Regions from separate parts of the Sus scrofa genome. Here regions 1, 3 and 4 are each linked to region 2. The links are chromatin contacts, called in public HiChIP or PLAC-seq maps. All regions are on one chromosome and are shown on one strand. Each heading gives the region's core, a stretch centred on a gene start, on an enhancer-like site or on the middle of the called end of the contact. The rest is flanking DNA. Distances are from core to core; before and after follow the strand shown.

Region 1 (2,790 bases), core at 220-2,719, 390 kb before region 2:
AGGCTCTGAGACGAGGCTAAATTCCAGGCCTCCCAACTCAAAGGGCTATAGGATTTCTCAGAAATGAAGATTGGTCCCCACTCCTGCCCATGCTTTAGTCAGGAAGCTTCAGGTCTTTCCTCCTCTTTCTCAGGAGGCTGATGTCCCCCAGCTGGTGGGAGGGGCCACAGGGAAGATCCAGACAGAATAAGCTGGAAGAAGATGCTCTAGAAGGCAGAAAGAGAGAGAACAGCCTCCCTTTTCTTTCTCCAGCTCCCAATTTCTTCCACTGATGGGCAGGACTTGACAGTACAGAGGCGGAGAGACTGAAAATTCCTGGGCTCTTGCTTCCTCATCGGTAACATGGAAGCACTATGACTTGGTGGAGGTTGTATGAGAGGTATTCATTCTCTGCGTAGAGCATCTGGGATCCACTCAGTTGTGACTGCCTACAAGATGTCAATGCTGAGGGCTCAGCTACGCCTGGAACATGGGGCATCCTTGGTGGATGCTGGCGTTACTGAGGAGAAACAGGACAGACAGGATCTTTGGTACCCAGTCCAGACTCTCTGCCTTTGGCTGCAGCCCCTCCACATTTCAATAGCTCTTTTCCTAAACGGGCAGTTCTCACGTTGGCTGCACATTAAAATATCCTGAGGTGCTTTTATAAATCTTGAGGCCCAGACTGCATCCCAAACCAAGTGAACAGAATTTCTAGGGGTGGGATCCAGTGATCAATGCCACAGCCCTTGGCCTCCTCCTTACCTGAGATCCACCCTGTGTATGAACTTCCCTTCCTACCACCTTACCCTTGCCCTTGGATCCTGGACAGATTAATTAAACCCTTCTGAGCCTTAACTTTTTTGGGGGGCTGCACCTGGGGCATATGGAAGTTTCCAGGCTAGGGGTCGAATCGGAGCTACAGCCTCTGGCCTACACCACAGTCACAGCAATGCCAAATCTGAGCTGAGTCTGCGACTCAGACCACAGCTCAGGGCAACGCCGGATCCTTAACTCATTGAGCGCGAGGGCAGGAATTGAACCCACTTCCTCTTGGTTCCTAGTTGGGTTCATTAACTGCTGAGTCCCAAAGGGAACTCTGAGCCTTGACTTTCTTATCAGGACAACAGGGGTGTAGGGGAGACAGTGGACAGCCTACCAGCATCCATTTCCTCCTTTTTCTTTCCAAGCAGAAGGCTGAGTTTGGAAGCTGACCAGCTCCAGGTGTAGGCCTGTTTGGCCCAAGGGTTGTCCAATTTTGCCAGTGATTGGTTTAGGAACAAGACTGTGGACCCAACTCTATTAAGTAAGATATGAGAGGAGGCTTCTAGGGAGTTTTCTGGCTCCTGAGAAAGAACAAGAAGAGCTTCTGTGTGGCATCTTGATCAGACTCTTGGACTGTTGCCACCATCCCGTAACCAGCCTGAGGATGAAGGCAGTGCAGGGGCATGGCACTGAAAGATGAATTCTGGGAGTTCCCATTTCGGTTCAGTGTAAACAAACCTGACTAATGTCCAAGAGGACATGAGTGGGATCCCTGGCCTTGCTCAGTGGGTTAAGGATCCGGTGTTGCTGTGAGCTGCATGGTAGGCTGGCAGCTACAGCCCCAATTCTACCCCTAGCCTAGGAACTTCCATATGTCACAAGTGTGGCAGAAAGAAAGAAAGAAAGGAAGGAAGGAAGGAAGGAAGGAAGGAAGGAAGGAAGGAAGGAAGGAAGGAAGGAAGGAAGAGATGAATTTTGGTTACCTGGAGTTTTTAGAAGATTAAGTCACAAGAATAAGAGTAGAAAACCAGCATTTACTGAGTCCCTATCATGCTCCAGGCTCTGTATTAAGTCTATCATGATAGGTCCTATTTCATGTAATTCTGACATTATGGTGGGTGGGCATTATAAAGTACTCAGCCTGTAGAGTTGGATCAGTTGATTTTAATTTTAGCTTCAACATTTAGGCAAATGCGTGACACTCTCTAAACCTCAGTTTTCTCATCTGTGAAATGAGACGAATGGAACCTACACATCATGGGACTGTTGGAAGGACTAAATGAAATAATGCATGTGGGAGTTCCTGTCGTGGCTCAGTGGAAATGAATCTGACTGGTATCTGTGAGGGTGCAGGTTCGATCCCTGGCCTTACTCAGTGGGTTAAGGATCGGGCATTGCCATGAGCTGTGCTGTAGGTTGCAGATGCAGTTGGGATCTGGCATTGCTGTGGCTGGGGTATAGGCCGGAGTCTGCAGCTCCAATTAGACCCCTAGCCTGGGAACTTCCACATGCCTTGGGTGTGGCCCTAAAAAAAAAAAAAAAGACAAAAAAAGAAATAATGCATGAAAACCAGGTGTTATTTATTTTTTAAATCAACTTTGTAAGGTAGTTATTATTATTATTATTATCATTATTTACTTTTTACATATGAATAAAGTGAGAATCACAAAGCCCACTGACTGAACCAAGATCCCACGATATACAAGCAGTGGAGTTGGGATTGAAACCCAAGACCTCACTCCTAATCTACCGCTTGTGCCTCTTTCCACTCCTCTCCTGCTTTCCATACTCAGTTGAGGAAATCTCAACAATTCCCTGCAGTAAGCAGTGCAAAGGGAATTCTTCCACAAACACAGGTTTGCAAGCAAACTGGGTGAAAGTGAGAAGCCAGACCTGCCTGAGGCATGGGTGTAACCGAAGAGCTGTGAAAGGTGAGGATCCCCGTGCAGCAGAACACTTTCAGGTTTGCAAATAACAAAGGACCATAAGATCATAGACTCTTAGGGTTCAAAGAATCTTCAGAAATCATATAACCCAACCCAAGCT
Region 2 (2,860 bases), core at 24-2,523:
CCCAGCCAGTCTGGCGCCAGAGCCTACACGCCAACCTATAGGTTACACCTGAAGAAGGCCTTTTGTAGGCAACAGAGCTCTCCATTAAACCTATGAGGAGGGCCCAGAGAGGTCATGGAACTTCATCAGTAACACACAGCATCACCCAATGCTTCGTTGAATCCTCAAGTTTCCACTCTAGAGCCATCCCACTCCTCCTTCCTCACCTCTCTTTTCTCTACAGCAGCCTTGCCTCTAAGCTGGCCTTGTAGGTTAATGGCAACCAGCTTGGGAGTCAAAATGAGGGTTAAATCTTGGCCATACAACTCACCAGTTGCAGGTACTTGGACAAGCTGCATGGTTTCCCGGCCTCAGTTTTCATATCTATCGAATTGTTGTATAGTCTTGTTCCCCTAGAAGGGAGACTGAAAGGGTTAACTGCGGTACTGGGCAGTCCTTCTGCGTCATTGTTTTAACTTCTTCAGAGCGCTGTGAAGAACACCTCCTCTGGGACAGTGTTCTCCTTGAAAGACATCCAGCACACACTAGGTCCTCAATTAATCATGGGATGCATGCATACATTTTCTTGAATACATGAGTGTCTAGCACAGAGGCCAAGGTAGGTAAACACTAGTTTCTCTCAGCCAGGTGACTTCATAGGGTCCAGTCATCTGCGTTTATTATTTATTAGGTTAATAAACTAATTTTGGTCAAAGTGTCCATAGCTGCTAACAGTTGAAACTAGGGTCATTCTTCAAGGTAAGATTGACATATTAACTGCAACTCTCTAGCAGTCAGACAAAAGTAGGCTGTTTTATCCTACCATGAGACCTTCCAGAAGAAAAGACAGAACAAAGAGAGGTAGAGGGAAGAACCGCCAATGCAGGGAGGGCAGAGAGAGGTGGGGGTGGGGAGGGAGCAGAGGAGGATGGAAGTGGTAGAAAGGGATCAAAGACCCAGGAAGCCCCCCTGCTGGCAGGTTCACTTGTTTTCACCGCTCACAGCCCAGAGCCTAGGACTAGGCAGGCACATCGTGGGCGCTCGGTAACTCTTTGCTAAAAAAAGCCTGGATGTGAATGAAAAAGGAAAAGGGGGCAGGGAGAAAAATTCCGGCAGGGGAGAGGCAGAGATGAAGAGAGAAAATCAGCGACAGAGCTCCAACAAAGACAGACAGGACAACCAGAGGCAGAGAGAGGGCGACCGGCGGCCTGGGCAGGGGGTGGGCGGACCTTGCTAGCGGAGCCGGGCGCCCCGGCCCCACCAGCGAGGGCGCAGCAGATGGGCTGCGGGTGCGCACCCAGAGCGCAGCGCCTCCGCCCGTCCGCTCACCCGCCCGCTCGCCCGCCCCAGGCAGCCATAAGTGGGACATGTGGCTGGAGGAAGGTCACGGCCTCGCGGAGGGGACTTTCCTGGGGTGGGGGTGGAGGACCTGGGAACGCTGGCCTTTAACTTCCCAGGTCAGACCACCCCGCGCGGCCTCTGACGCAGGGACCCCGGGGACCTGTCCTCTGGTCTGACCTTTTAAGTCCCTCCCTGCCATCAAGGCTCTAACAAAGTCCCTCCCCTCCCCCAGCCTAGGGGTTCTCACACTTGAATGCCTCAGAATCACCAGGCAGCTTTGCTCATTAATTTAATGGAACGATTAAATTAAGTCCGTGATTTAATTATTGTTAAATCCATTGTTGCCTGATCCACTGCCACCCCTGTTCTGATTCAGTGAGTTTCGGGTGGGGCCTGAGACTATGCATTTCTAATAAGTTTCCCGGTGAAGTTGATGCATTTGGTCTGGGGACCAGCCCTTGAGAACCACCGTCCTGTATGGGACAATTGTCTCCCTCATTTTCCTCCTTAATCCACAAAATACCTGTTCACCTTCCCAATGAGCCTGGAACCCTTGGCAGCTAAGCAAACAGGTGGAAGAGAGGGGACCTGCATTTGGGCAAAGCCAAGAGGACAAGGGGAAACTCAACTCCCAGCTCTAGAGGCTGTCACCAGCGTTAGTGGCTTACTCTAGTCTCCTGGGAGGCCTCTGTGTGGGATCCAGAACAGGGCAGAACCCTGAGTAGTTAAAAACCAGGTTAATAGGTTTGGCTCCAGAAAAGGAAGAAAAAAGCCCTTTCTTCAGGAGAGAAGAGTGTACAAGGAGGACGCCTATTCATTCATCAACCAGTGGTGCCCTAAGTAGTGCCACTGACACTCATCATTCAAAAAAAAAAAAAAAAAAGTTAATTGAGCAGCTGTTTATGCCAGGCACTTTCTGGGTGTTGGGGATATTGCAGGAAACAAATTTGAGATTAATATCTTAGGGAGAATGCTTTTCAGTAGGGAGATTAACAAGAAACATGGGAAAGAGTAAATTATTGAGTACGTTAGAAGGTAATAACTAAGGAAAAATGTGAGTAAGGTAAGGGAGTGCCAGTGGGTGCAGTATTCTTATTTTAAATTTTTTTAATTTTTATATTTTTAGATTTTATGGTCACACCCATGGCATATGGAAGTTTCCAGGCTGGGGATTGAATCTGAGCTGATACAGTTGGATTCTTAACCCACTGCACTACAGTGGGAAGGCTGAGTGGGTGCAGTTATAAACAAGATGGTCAAAGTAGAGCTTGTTGGGAAGATGACATTTGAATCAGGAATTTAGGTAGCTAGCTGACAGAACTTTCAGGTAAAGGGAACTGCCAGTGCAAAGGTCCTGAGGCAGGAGCATGCCTGGTGTGTCTGAGGCCTCCCGGAAGAGATCAGTGTAACCAGGGTGGAGGTGGGGTGTGGGAAGAACTGAGTAGGAGACGAGGGCAGAGGTCAGAGGCAGGCAGGAAGATGTTATAAGGCTGGGCAGGCCATTCAGAGGGGCTTGACTTTTGCCCTAAATTATACTTCC
Region 3 (2,750 bases), core at 191-2,690, 320 kb after region 2:
CTACTCCTCAAAAGAAAGAGTTAGTGGTTTTATTTTTTTAAGCTCACTAAGATGGTTCAAAAAGTCTTGGCTAGCAAACACCTTTTTAAAAAATCAATTTTTCAATAATTTAGAGTGAATCAGACCCTTAGAGTTACATTTCCCTTAAGGGAGATATGCTTTCAAAATAATTAAAGTCGAGGCAGCTTTATAGATCTTGAGAAAATGTGCTCAGAAAAAATGTCCTTTGATTTCTTATGAACCCCAAAGCTTCAATAAAAAACTGGACAATACTGAGGTCGACTTCATAGCTTCATCACTAGCTAGTGGTACAGAGACGGCTCCATGCCCACCTAATTTTTATATCTTTTTCCTTTCTTTAACAAAATTCAGACTTTTAGCTGGATATAGGGCTCTTTAAAGACTATATTTCCTGGCTTCCCATGCAGCTATATATGTTCGTCTAAGTTTAAGTCAGTGAGATGCTGGCAGAAGTGTTCTGTATTCCCGAGAGGTCTCCTTTAAAGCAGGATAAGGGGACTGTCTAAAAGGGTATCCTTCCTGTCTACCTGAATCAGGTATGCTGACTGAAGTTCTTGTGCCCATTTTAGACAAGGAAGACAAGAGCCATTCCACAGGGTTGGCAGAAATAGGAGTTTTTGTGGTGCTACCATAAGTGCCTTGGATTTTCTATCTTTGGGCTTCTTTTACCAAACAAATTTATTTCTGTTGTTTCTTTTTTACGTCACTATTTTGTGGGTTTATAGCTGAATTTAATCATAACTAATAGAAAATAGTGACTCATCAAGTTTGGAAAAACAGCAAGAATATTAACATCAGGTGACATTATCGAGCACCTTCTGTATGCTGGGAACTCTTCTGAGAGCTTTATTTGTAACAGCTCATGTAATGCACTCAACAGTCTTCTTGTTTTACAGATGATGCAACAGAGGCATGGAAAGGTTATATAACTTGCCCTGGGTCACACAACCAAGGCAAGAGTTGAAACCAGTCAATCTAGTTCTAGAACTTTCTCTCAACCACTGTGGGAAAGTGACTTGACAACATTTCAAAAGCAAGCAAACAGTGGACTCCGATCTAGCTTTTCCCCGTTTAGAGACTTATCCCCTCCACCTGACTTGGTCGCTGATAATGTGTCCTCTGTCACTTCACTTAACACCCCCTGCACCTCAGGCTCTCCACCAATAAGAGGCATATGACAACACCTCCCCAAATGTATTGGGCATCTACTTTGAGCCTGGCACTCTGCCAGGTATGTGGATATGTTAGTGACAGCCTTGCCCAAAAGGAGTGCACAGACTGGGCAAAGAATTGAGACCCGAACCTTTGAGAAAAGCTGGAGAATAAGGGAAATGCAGAACACCACCATGCCCAGGAGAGTTTTCTGTGCTGGGCACATAGTAGACAACCCGTGAATGTTTCTGGAACGGAAGTGACAGCCCATGACTAAGTGCCATATAAGCTGGAAGACATGAATGGTGTGACTCAAAGGGAAAGAGCTTCCTTTGGGGTTCAGAGAGCTCGGGGAGCAAGGCGCTTACTAAAGGTAGGTTCTGGGTTAATGTTGGTGGAGTCAGTAAGTGAAGGAGGCTTACAGATTTGGTAAATTTGGGTTGATGATAAGTCGAGTAGGCTCCTCCCTCCTTCCTGTTCTTTCTGTCCCAGGTTTAGTTCCTTAAACAGAGTCCATGCTTGCCTGCTTTAGGACCTATACCAATACTTTTCTCTCCACCAGCCATGCTTCCTGGCTTCTCTTCCTCGATAAGTTCTGCTACTCAGCCTTCTAGACTCAATGACCTACAGGGAGGCTCTCCTGAGTAGACCAGATCACTCTTACATTCCCCAAGGGGTGGTGGAACCCATCCCAGTGGAAGACTTGATTCTAAAGTCAGGACATATTGTGAGAGTTTTTTCAGCCAGATGTATCCTTCAGAATCCCTTAGGAAGCAAGCTCCAAAGTGGAAACTGACCGACCAGCACAGGCAATTATTCCAATATTTATTTATTTATTTTTCTTTCTTTGGTATACTGACCTATTTTAGGGCCTAGGTTTATGAAGAAATTAGATCACATTCAGCCAAGCAGTTTATGCACTTCAAGGGCATTAGGTAAGTAGACCATGATACGAATGGCACCCCCGAAAGTTGTTCAGTGCTTGCAGAACTGTATGCAGTGGGCTGGTTAGAGTCCTGTGTAGCAAAAGAAGATACACTGAGAAAATCAGAGCTGAAGCCAACCCAGGGAAGAGTTTATTTACATCCCACTCCAGGGCTGGGTTCCCTGAGTGCCATGGTGAAGTAAACCACCTGCATTATTTATATTGTTTAATTTCTCTCTGCATCTCTCATTTGCTTCCTGAATCCTGTGTACAGTTGAATTTGTGTGTCATATCTATGCAAACCACAAATCTGTTGCACTTCCTCTTATAACACTCATTACATTTGAATTTTTCATGGATTGTTAGTAATTATGGGTTTTATTTTCCTACTACATTATACATTCCACGAGGGCAGGAACATGTCCACCTGCAGTGGCCTCAGCACAAGCGCAGTACCTGGTGTAGGTTTTTCAGGCAGTTCCACGCCAAACATTGATGTGGCTTTCCACTCTCCAGCCTTCAAGAAGATCTGTTGAACTTTTTTCTCAGTTCCTCAGAGCTTAGATCTGTAGCTACTGAGGCTCTCAGTTAAGCCTGGGGGAGATAAAACCTGCCTGGGCTGGTGCTGCTCTAATGCTCCAGAAACTCCTGG
Region 4 (2,853 bases), core at 121-2,620, 340 kb after region 2:
GACAGCAGTGCTTGGTACATAGTAGGTACTTAGTGAACATTTCCTTAATGAATTACAATTGATGAGGATATCATCAGAAAATTATTTAATCAGCTATATTGCAATAAAATTTTTTACAAAGTTAGTAAAAATATTTAATCAATAATTTAAAATAGAATTTAATAAAATGGAATTGAATTCCTAGTGAAAATGATTCTGGTTTTAAGAGGGAAATGAATGCTTAATGTTTCAGCAGATGTCTTTCAACAGGTGGCTGAACATGTCAGGTTGGAGTTTTTCATTACTTTCTTGGACTGAGTGAATTGTTCTGGGCCTTGGGTACCTTCCATTCAGGAGTAAGAATTGCTGGAATGTTTTTCATTTAGTCTTGTGTCAGTCGTGGTTCCAGGTCTAGAAAACTCCCTAAGCCAACCTGCCCAGGTGAGATCTCTATAGAGGGATTTAGGTGCTAGGTACAGGTCAAGCCCCTGACTCTGACAGTTCTTTTAAATCAGTAGCCAGTCGGAGTTCCTGCTGTGGCTCAGTGGTAACAAACCCGACTAGTATCCTTGACAAAGTGGGTTCGATCCCTGTCTTTGCTCAGTGGGTTAAGGATCTGGTGTTGCTGTGAGCTGTGGTGTAGGCTGGCAGCTGTAGCTCCAATTCTACCCCTAGCCTGGGAGCATCCATATATTGTGGGTGCTACCCTAAAAAGCAAAAATAATTAAAAAAAATATTAATAATAAATCAGGAGGCAGTCTGCTGGCCATCATGCACACACAATGGCACTATTTTTTGTGGGTTTTTTGTTTATTTGTTTTTTGGTTTGTTTTATTTATTTATTTATTTTTTCCATTGAGGGCTCATGGTTCACATAACGTTGGGGCTCTACAAGAATTGGACCAGGTCTTAACAATCTTTGAAGCTACGCCAGGACATAGTATGCCTGTGTAAAACAGCAAACTCATGCAAAGTACCACAGTCATTTGAAATTACCTCCAGCCTATTGTTTGAGAGTTGCCCGTTCTTGTTTTTGTTCTCCCTTCCCTACACCAAATTGAAAGTCCATTCAGTCCGAAAGGACTCTGCAGGCAGGGCAGGATGTCACTTAGCACTGTCCCGGCCGATCCAGCTGACCTGTTGACCTTGGCAAAAATGAGCGGGGACTGGGGGTCCGGTGCCAAGCACAGAGGGACCAGGGTCGCATACCACCCACGCCCAAACCTCTCGCTGACATTTCCATGGGCTCTGAGCCAGCTCTCCCCGCTGGGTTTCATCTCCTGTTTGTAGGAATACAAAGGAACACTGAACCTTCCAGTTAATACAACACCCTGCCCCCACCTCCCCCTTCCTGGAGAGGATAACAGTTCTGTTGACCATTATAATGCATTTTCTGTCTCCCAGCAATCCACACAGTCATTAATTTCTGCTGCTGACGTCAGGCAAGAGGATTATGTGTGTGTCTGAAACTGTTCCCAAAGTGCTCATTAGTCATAGATAATTGAAAAACTGGTAGGGGAGGATTTGGTGTAATAGTAGCCCCCGCCTATGAAGAGAGACGGCAACCACCGGCTAATTGTAGGCCCCAGCGTGTGACCCTCACACCGACTCTGCCCATCGGAATGGGAATCAGTGGCCATGAGCCCAGCAGCCCTCAGAGCGGTTGCTTTTTTACACCCCAAGGTGAGCTTGTGTTCACAGGAACAGAGGCCACAGCCAGAGCAAGGAAATACGTGAACGGGCCTCGGGCCTCTCTCCTGCCTTCAGGCTGAGGAACAGGGTTTAAAAAAGGTGTGCAGTGTTCTCCCTAGTGGAACTGTGCGTTTATTTTAACTAGCTTGTCTCGATCATGAAAGACATACAAGGCCAGGGTACAGAAGAAGCCCAAATGACAGCCCTTCCCTGGACCCGAGTCTCCACTGTAACAATATTCTGCATATTTTTTCTAGGATTTTTCTGGGAGTGTATGTGCTTAATTTCGGTACCGTTTAATACAAGTCACAAATGGGATCTTACTCCAATTGCTATTCTGCAGCTTGCCACTTTCCCTTAACTTATCCTGGACTCCCTTCCACATCCATACTTTTAATTCTTCCTCGTTCATGTTAACGGCTGTGAAGTGTTTTCTGCTGAATACATGTGCTCTAATTTGTTCACCCTGCATAGAGTTAAGGGGGCAAATACCTTTGGAAATATTACAGAAAAACTACGTTCAAAGTAGAGCAATTAGAAGGTATAGGTTAATTAAAAAAAAAATGAAAAACACGTATTTTCTCTCTCCAGGGAAAACCTCTTCTCTGTATTGCTTCCTTAGGAAGGGATTTTTACAAATAAATCCATCTACATCTCTGTGGTTGTTTTTTAAAAGAAGTCTTCTCTGCTACTGTTTGGCAGCCTGCTTTTTTAGTTGGCTTGATTGTTTTAAAGATGAAAATGATTTCCTGTTCTCGCCTTTCTCTACACTGCAGGTTTATCTTCTTAAATGATAAATCAGGGAGCTCAGAGCTGTTGGTCATTGGGGCCACACTGCCTTAGTTGGCCCTGCCTGAGGTCCCCTGCTCTTGTCCAGGTGGCCACAGGTCCCCTTGCCTACCTGGTGCCCTTTTTTGCCAACATACCGAATGCCTCACACCCTCTGTGCTCATCGGGACTCCCTGCAGTGAACCCACTTTCACTCTAATGGCATCCGTTTCCCCAAGCACTGAAACCAGCAATCGGCCACCTGTCTTTCCAGACCAAGCTCGGATGTCACCTTCCTCTTGATTTCCTGCCCTCGCCAGTGCTCTGAGACCACCACGCACATTCCACCTTCAGAGCTTTTATCTACAGTCTTGAGGGCCTTGGTTTGCACAGACTGCTGTGCAAGCCTTCTGA

What was found. HiChIP or PLAC-seq counts read pairs in DNA pulled down with a chosen protein or histone mark.
Region 1: a contact with region 2 is called in an H3K27ac HiChIP or PLAC-seq map of alveolar macrophages. The contact joins two enhancer-like sites. A contact is called at or near these places in 2 of 47 Hi-C or Micro-C datasets (embryonic fibroblasts and epiblast stem cells) and 2 of 2 datasets of contacts at active chromatin or transcription factors (alveolar macrophages and skeletal muscle).
Region 3: a contact with region 2 is called in an H3K27ac HiChIP or PLAC-seq map of alveolar macrophages. The contact joins two enhancer-like sites. A contact is called at or near these places in 1 of 47 Hi-C or Micro-C datasets (embryonic fibroblasts) and 1 of 2 datasets of contacts at active chromatin or transcription factors (alveolar macrophages).
Region 4: a contact with region 2 is called in an H3K27ac HiChIP or PLAC-seq map of skeletal muscle, with 3 times the contacts expected there. The contact joins two enhancer-like sites. A contact is called at or near these places in 2 of 2 datasets of contacts at active chromatin or transcription factors (alveolar macrophages and skeletal muscle).

Annotation. Positions count from the first base shown.
Region 1 is chr6:153,726,305-153,729,094 of Sscrofa11.1, reverse strand. No RefSeq gene overlaps it. Among named protein-coding and RNA genes, the nearest start is that of MYSM1, 28 kb to the left of the region's middle. Within about 2 kb of position 1,469, at least 1 of the 83 cell types and tissues checked has an H3K27ac peak or open chromatin away from gene starts, as enhancers often do. A contact at or near this core is called in alveolar macrophages, where this site is marked.
Region 2 is chr6:153,333,819-153,336,678 of Sscrofa11.1, reverse strand. The region is part of intron 3 of LOC102165506 (a long non-coding RNA gene); the gene reads right to left. Among named protein-coding and RNA genes, the nearest start is that of FGGY, 120 kb to the right of the region's middle. Within about 2 kb of position 1,273, at least 39 of the 83 cell types and tissues checked have an H3K27ac peak or open chromatin away from gene starts, as enhancers often do. A contact at or near this core is called in alveolar macrophages and skeletal muscle, where this site is marked.
Region 3 is chr6:153,017,856-153,020,605 of Sscrofa11.1, reverse strand. All of the region lies in intron 6 of FGGY (FGGY carbohydrate kinase domain-containing protein), which reads left to right. Among named protein-coding and RNA genes, the nearest start is that of FGGY, 190 kb to the left of the region's middle. Within about 2 kb of position 1,440, at least 2 of the 83 cell types and tissues checked have an H3K27ac peak or open chromatin away from gene starts, as enhancers often do. A contact at or near this core is called in alveolar macrophages, where this site is marked.
Region 4 is chr6:152,997,553-153,000,405 of Sscrofa11.1, reverse strand. The region is part of intron 6 of FGGY (FGGY carbohydrate kinase domain-containing protein); the gene reads left to right. Among named protein-coding and RNA genes, the nearest start is that of FGGY, 210 kb to the left of the region's middle. Within about 2 kb of position 1,370, at least 23 of the 83 cell types and tissues checked have an H3K27ac peak or open chromatin away from gene starts, as enhancers often do. A contact at or near this core is called in skeletal muscle, where this site is marked.